Linked DNA regions of Mus musculus: region 2 is linked to region 1. The links are chromatin contacts, called in public HiChIP or PLAC-seq maps. All regions are on one chromosome and are shown on one strand. The core of a region is the stretch at or near the end of the contact, and the rest is flanking DNA. Distances in the headings are between cores, read along the strand shown. Region 1 has its middle 110 kb from the start of Gm36851. Region 2 holds the start of Nkx6-1 (NK6 homeobox 1).

What was found. HiChIP or PLAC-seq counts read pairs in DNA pulled down with a chosen protein or histone mark.
Region 2: a contact with region 1 is called in an H3K4me3 HiChIP or PLAC-seq map of neural tube, with 3 times the contacts expected there. The contact joins the promoter of Nkx6-1 here to the enhancer-like site in region 1. A contact is called at or near these places in 6 of 39 promoter capture datasets (the 3T3-L1 cell line, cranial neural crest, embryonic stem cells and 3 more), 2 of 484 Hi-C or Micro-C datasets (both in nephron progenitors), 8 of 115 datasets of contacts at active chromatin or transcription factors (craniofacial prominence, embryonic forebrain, embryonic hindbrain and 4 more) and 1 of 9 other capture datasets (embryonic stem cells).

What each region holds. Positions count from the first base shown.
Region 1 is chr5:101,123,964-101,127,350 of GRCm38.p6, reverse strand. No RefSeq gene overlaps it. Among named protein-coding and RNA genes, the nearest start is that of Gm36851, 110 kb to the left of the region's middle. Within about 2 kb of position 2,085, at least 8 of the 459 cell types and tissues checked have an H3K27ac peak or open chromatin away from gene starts, as enhancers often do. A contact at or near this core is called in neural tube, where this site is marked.
Region 2 is chr5:101,663,326-101,666,753 of GRCm38.p6, reverse strand. It overlaps Nkx6-1 (NK6 homeobox 1), which reads left to right and starts at 2,043. Exons shown (of 3, transcript NM_144955.2): 1 at 2,043-3,192. The coding sequence starts at 2,520.

The sequences.
Region 1 (3,387 bases), core at 836-3,335:
TTATGGACCTAGATATGATTATTAAAGAAAAGAGAAGAAACAAAAATGGCAGCATGGGTTCTGGATTTGCTAATGGCACATGCAGTTGTTTAGTACCCTGGAGCTGAGATTTAGAGTGACTGACCTTGCTGTCACATTTAAACACATCTCCTCTACTTCCGGTTCTAAACAAATCCTCTTCTGTCTCCCCTGAGAGTCCTTCCAAGCCTCACACCTTCAACCGTGTGAATGTGCCAGCAAACACACACACACACACACACACACACACACACACACACACACAATTAGTCCTTTTTAACTCTGTTTATGGGAATCTCCTCTGATGATTTATGTCAGAGTATCAGCTCTGAAAAGACCGGAGGTTTATTTCTTTATCTCCTTTATTTTATAGACAGAAAATTAAAAAAAAAAAAAACACAAGAGAGAAATTGGTTTGTTCAATGTCACCCAGCTGTGACAAAAAATCCAGGTGTCAATCTCTTGATTCCCAAACAAATCTCCTTCTGCTTAACTCAAGCTGACTTCTTAGATTCCCTTGTCTCTATCGTCTTTCTTCTTCCTCTGTAGCTTCATGATGAAGTGGTTGGTCCTTCCCTCTGTCTCCTCGGCACCTACTTTGCCTCTCTAGATAAGGTCAAAGACTGTGTCATCCTTTGGCATGACACACAGTGCTGACTATATTACCTAGGCAACTCAATACACTTAGGGGACGCTGATTGATTATGCCCTGGTCCCACATTTGCATACCGAATCTCTCATATTTTTTAAGACTGCCATCTCAATCTACACAGCAGCCAGGTACATCCGGTTCTGGTCTGCTCTAACACAAAAGCAAACTCTTGCTCATTTTGTATCTTTATTATTATCAACGCTCATACTGAATCTGCCCAATCCATCATAAAGGAAATTGCAGTGTCTGGATTCTTTGATTTCTTTTCCCTTCCATGCACAAACTGGGCTAGACTAAGATCCGAGATTCTGTCTACTTGTTTCTGAATCCTAGACATCTCATTAGTGATCGATGACCTAATCCTTTTAATATGCCTTCCAAGAAGGCTTCCTCATTACACTCTCCCTCAGGAGCGAGACGGAATATAGGTGGGGAGGGGAGAGGTGAAGTCTACTCCATTCTCTGAAAATCTGTTTGGGCTTTAGAAACAGGTGAGCATCGGCCATGCAGAAACGGTAGGGTAAGCACAGTGTGACTCCACATTGCATTCACTATTCGCTCTCTCTGATGCGACAGCTTCATACTTCTCATCTGTTACCATGTGACATGTGCTGCCTTGTGTTTCCTCTGAGACACACGTGAGCAGCTGAGCATGCGATCCCTGGTCTTCCCGATAGAGCCACTACGGAGGAGCACAGAAGAGCACTGCTCAGATGCCCATAGGTCCATTCCAATTGTCATTCTCCTTCCGGATAATCTGCCTCTGAACAAGGCCTTAGGTCAATCTCTACCTGCTTCTGTTGTCACCGTTTTTTATTTCCTGGATAACCCTGACTCTTAATACCCCATGGGAAATAACAATCCAGACTCACTTTGCCCCATATTTAAATAACTAACATTTTAACACAGTAAGTATACTAATAACTAGGTCCTTAAGACTGGACAGTGGAGGGGCTAAGAGATCTAAATCAAAGGTGAAGCTAACTTCAACAAAATTTGGATCTTTTTATACCTTACAGTTTAATCTCTCACCAAACCTGTTTCCTCCTCCTCTAGGGATTAAAGGTGTCTCCATATACACTTGTTAGAATTAGCTTACTCTCTGTGTAGAGTCCTGCAGAGCACAAACCACTCCATAATTACCAGCGGCTCTTGGCCTTGCTGGTGTGATTGTTAGAAAGCATTAGCACGTCTCTACATGTGAAAATAGTAACAGCAGAATCAGGACAAGAGTTCCTCTGGTGTCCTTCTCATTAGAGGAGGAAACAAAAGAAACTCTGGGAAACTGTTGGAAGCTGCTGGGCCCCCATGGGTGGCATGACCAAAAGGCCAGTGGAGCGGCAAGCCCATAACTTCAGGGTATAATAAGTCCGAGAGCGTTACTCGGAAACTTTATCTTGCCAACAAAAGGGAGCAGGGGATCCCATGAAAGGGCTGAAATCTGGTCACTAGGCAGGGTTGTGAACAGCAAATACAGATGACAGTCATATTTACGGTCAATTTACCAGAATCAGGTATCAGATGACCTCTGACACCAGCCATCACTTACTAAAGAGCTAATTAGCTGTAAAGATGGGGTGACAGGTCAATTGTATCCTCACAAAGGATGAATTTGTCATGTGGGAATCTGCTGGTAGTTACAGCTTCTGGGTGGCTTTTTGGCCTACAAAGACAGCTAAGTTAGGGGAAAGACAAGAGGGAGGCCCAAGTATTTAGGAAATCTAGAGGCATTTACTTCCCAGGGGCAGATGACTGCACACAGACACTCCTGGCCCAGAAACTCCGGGCTTTAGCATCAGCTGTGGAAATGAAGAACTCCTAGAAATCAGAAAGAACCTGCCTTCTCAGGGAACTGATATCAATATTAGCAGCCATTGTTTCTCTAGAATTAATTTTTGTTTGCTATTGTGCGCTGTTTCCCCCTAAGTCTTAACAGTGCATTCACTGAAACTGAGGGAAACTTAAGGGGAAAAAAAGAGAGGAACTCTCTAGACTTTTTATTCCTAAATAATTGGTATTAAGATTATGTGGTGTGGTTCTTTTTTACATTAATGGAGAAAGCTAAAGTCAAGAGGGATACACAATTCGAAGTCTTTATTGATGTCACATTTTACCCCTAAAAGCATCTCCTTGTGTTATTAACCAATTCCCAGCACGACTACAATTTATAAAATTGCCCTTTCCAAGTTCTCTGGATCTCAGAAATGGCTTATTTTATGGCCTAAAAATCATTGTCTCTTGATACATCGTGAGTGAAAGATGTTAAAAGTTTTCTTGCTCATGCTAGCTAGCAATACCCAAGACTACCTGCCATTCTAAAAACTGTCCTGTGTGTCACCTGTCACCAAACCTGTGCCAGCACCATGAGTTAGCTGCTACGCATGGATCTCTGTTCTGACAGGCCCACTCAAGGACAGTCAGGTCCTAGTTTCCCATAGAAACTACATAGCCTTTGCCAACCAGGAAAAGAGGAAAGAAAGAAAGCTAGGTGGAGAAGACATGTTACCTACTCCACTGTAGCAATGAGAAAATAAAGACGTTCTTCCCTTTCATCCCTGAGGTTGGCTAAAATCAGGCTGCAATACTGCACAGGATCAAAATGGACCTTACAGTTAGCATGAGTGCATATGGAATCTTTTACAGATATCATGGTTACATATAGAATGCCTTACTGCCTACCAAGTGAGTGCCCCTGTTGTCCTAGGAGTCTTTCTGCC
Region 2 (3,428 bases), core at 794-3,293, 540 kb before region 1:
TTGAAGTTAATAAAGATGGGAAAGCCAGAGGAAGACAAATATCATCTTCCCCACCCCCGACTCTGAGCGAATGAAAGGAGCAGGCGATGATTAACCCCTAGGCTTTACTCTCACACGTCAAACTCAACCTCAAGTTGACAACACTCAAGCTTTGGAGAAGTAAGGGGACCGACCAGTTTAAGGCCTCCTGCTTGACATTCAGAGTCAAACTCCCTGGCGCTGCTCAGTTTTAATTCCTGGGTCATTTATCGCCTATTTCTGTTTTCTGAACCTTAAATTTGGACTCAATAATATGATGCAAATCTCTGCTGTGACACTTCCCGCCCCCCCCCCCCCCACTGGTGTATCAACTGCCCGATTTCTCAAGATCGACCAAAGAGGTTTTTTCCTTGGTTTTGGTCAACCCTGAGCAGACCTTAAAGATCGGCCAGAGGGAGCAAAGCCCTTTTGACCATCGCTCCCAATGTCAGCCTAGAAGTCGGTCGTCTCTAGTTTACTCAACTACCCGAGTTGAGAGCTTGACCAGACTTTCCAACAGTTACCTGTCTTCCCCCGAGGTATTCCTCTATCTAAAGTTGTCCTGTGAATTTTAGTGATCCTGCCTCATAAATCCAACTAATAATAATAGAGGGAGGATTTTAAAAAAATAATTATCTCATTTCTGTTAGGTTTAGACACCACGCAGGAGATAAATATTCTCATTAAGCTGATTTCATCCCCAGAGTACTGAGCCCCCTCATAAGTGATAATGATCTAGGGAGTGGGAGAGCGAAGACAAGAACGGAGAAAGAACAGAAAAGAGCAGGAGACGGAAAGATGGTGAAGGGTGACCCTTAGGCCTGCGAGGGGTTTAAAAACATCTACGGGCTTAAGGAACAACAAATCAATTTACACGATTCTGGAAGAGCCCAGAGGGCCTTTAATTAATCCCTTCAAAAGAAGGAAGTCGGCCTGGGATATGCCTCCTGCCTGCTCCATTAGCTCCCTTTTCGCAAGGGTCCAGACACCGTTGGAGGTGGGCGCCGCGCGCGAGCTGGGGGAGGATGACGCGAGCTGGCGTGGGCGGAAGAGCCGCACTTAAACTGCTTTTCCATAGAAGGGCTGGATTTTCATTATTCCTCTCTTTAAAAAGTAATGCCCTCTTCGTCCCTGCTCCCTCCTTCTCCTTTCCATTTTATTTTGCACGATTAGTTGAGCCGGCCGCTGGCTCTAGACTGGAACCACTCTTTTCGCCAGGCCCCTCCCCTCTTGGCTCCGCCCAAGTGAAGCTGGGGCGGGGACTAGGAGGGCGCGTCCTTATGGCTCCCTAGTCTCAGCCAATCAAAAGGTGTGGCGCTCCCAGGTGGGCGTGTTCTAGGAGCGACGCCTTGCCCAAGCTGAGCGCTATTGGAGGCGGTGTTTACGCCCAGGACCCGGGCCCCGCTCCTCAGTCCCGCCCCGCCGAGCCGCCCCGGAATGACGTCCTCGAAAGTTCTCATTTTGGCCCCCCACCTCCCCTCCCTTGCGTCCCCCAGCTAAAGAGAGGCAGGGAGGGGTGCAAATATTTTATTACCTTTGAGAGCTTCATCCGAACTGTCAGGCCCAGAGGGAGAGAGGAGAGAAGGGAAGAGCCGCCGAGAGGGTCAGTTTGGCCAGAGGACAGGGCTTGGAAGAGCCAAGCCTGGAAAGCCAAGGAGAAATGCCAGAGAGGCAAGAGAAAGGCGGAGAGTGAGAGGAAGAGAGGGCGCCAGGGGGTGGGACGGGGGGGGGTCTCCCGGCCGGCTTGCAGAAGAGGACGGACGATCGGAACCGGCCCGTCAGACTTTTTCCATACTTAGGTTTATTTTCTTTTATCCTTTTCGATCCGGCTAGTCCGGCGCCGCGTGGCTCGGAGGGGAAGTAGGCTCGTGGGCGCACCAAGTCCCCAGCCGCCGGAGCGGTGTCACTGACTGCCCTTTCTGGCGCAGTAACGCCGGGCCCGAGGCAGTGGCGGGCGCGATACCCGCGCCGGCCGTTTGTGCTCTGTCCCCCGGGCGAGCGGTGAGTGCGACTCAGCAGCGCGGCCGCCGGGAGAGCGGAGCGTCCGAGCGAGATCAGAGGCGCGCACCGGGCGGAACGCCGCCCGCTTTGAAGCTCCCCCAGGCGAGCGAGCCGGCCCCCGCCCTCCTACATCAAAGCGAACGCTCCGCGCCTCCCAACCTTGTTGCAAACTCTCTGGGTCGGCTGCGGGGTACGTCTTGCTGATTTCCCGCGGGGGTGGAGAAGATGAGAAGCAGAGCGCTCTGAGCCGGGAACGAGGGACCAGCGCCTGGGATCGAATCCGGGACTCCCGAAGCCGAGGAAGCGCTGAGCCCGCCCGCGCCCCCGCAGCCCTCGCCCCTGCCGCCTCCCGCGGGGCGTTTGGACATTTTTGCTGCGCAGCTCCCGGAGCCCGCGGCCGATCCACACTTCGCTTGCGCGCGCCCCCGGCACCTCGGGTTCTCCCGAGCCCCGGCGGGGCCACCGACCTGCGTGGCTGCGGGTTCGGGTCTGGCTGTGGGATGTTAGCTGTGGGGGCGATGGAGGGCCCTCGGCAGAGCGCGTTCCTGCTCAGCAGCCCGCCCCTGGCCGCCCTGCACAGTATGGCCGAGATGAAGACCCCGCTCTACCCCGCCGCTTATCCCCCGCTGCCCACCGGGCCCCCCTCCTCCTCGTCCTCGTCCTCCTCGTCCTCGTCGCCCTCCCCACCTTTGGGCTCACATAACCCGGGCGGCTTGAAGCCCCCGGCCGCGGGGGGCCTCTCGTCCCTGGGCAGTCCCCCGCAGCAGCTTTCGGCGGCCACCCCACACGGCATCAACGACATCCTGAGCCGGCCCTCTATGCCGGTGGCCTCGGGGGCCGCCCTGCCCTCCGCCTCGCCCTCCGGGTCTTCCTCCTCCTCCTCCTCGTCCGCCTCCGCCACCTCGGCCTCTGCGGCGGCCGCCGCCGCCGCTGCTGCTGCCGCCGCTGCCGCCTCGTCGCCCGCTGGGCTGCTGGCCGGCCTGCCCCGCTTCAGCAGCCTGAGCCCTCCGCCACCGCCGCCCGGGCTCTACTTTAGCCCCAGCGCCGCGGCTGTGGCCGCCGTGGGCCGGTACCCCAAGCCCCTGGCCGAGCTGCCCGGTCGGACGCCCATCTTCTGGCCCGGAGTGATGCAGAGTCCGCCGTGGAGGGACGCGCGCCTTGCCTGTACCCCCCGTGAGTACTATGGGAGGGGAGGGTGGGTCCCTGCCTTCTAAGTCTGCTCTCGGGTCGTGAAGCACACAGTGCCCCTGCGGGCGGTCAGTCTCCTGGCCGCCACACTAGTTTGGAAGTTCCGGGACAGCACGCCGTTGGCTGGGCCCCTGCAGGCGAGCGAGGGACTCGCGCTTTCCTGGGCTCGCCGAGGCTCATGCAGGCCTGGGCTCCACCAACGAGAATGCGTCTGGACAGAA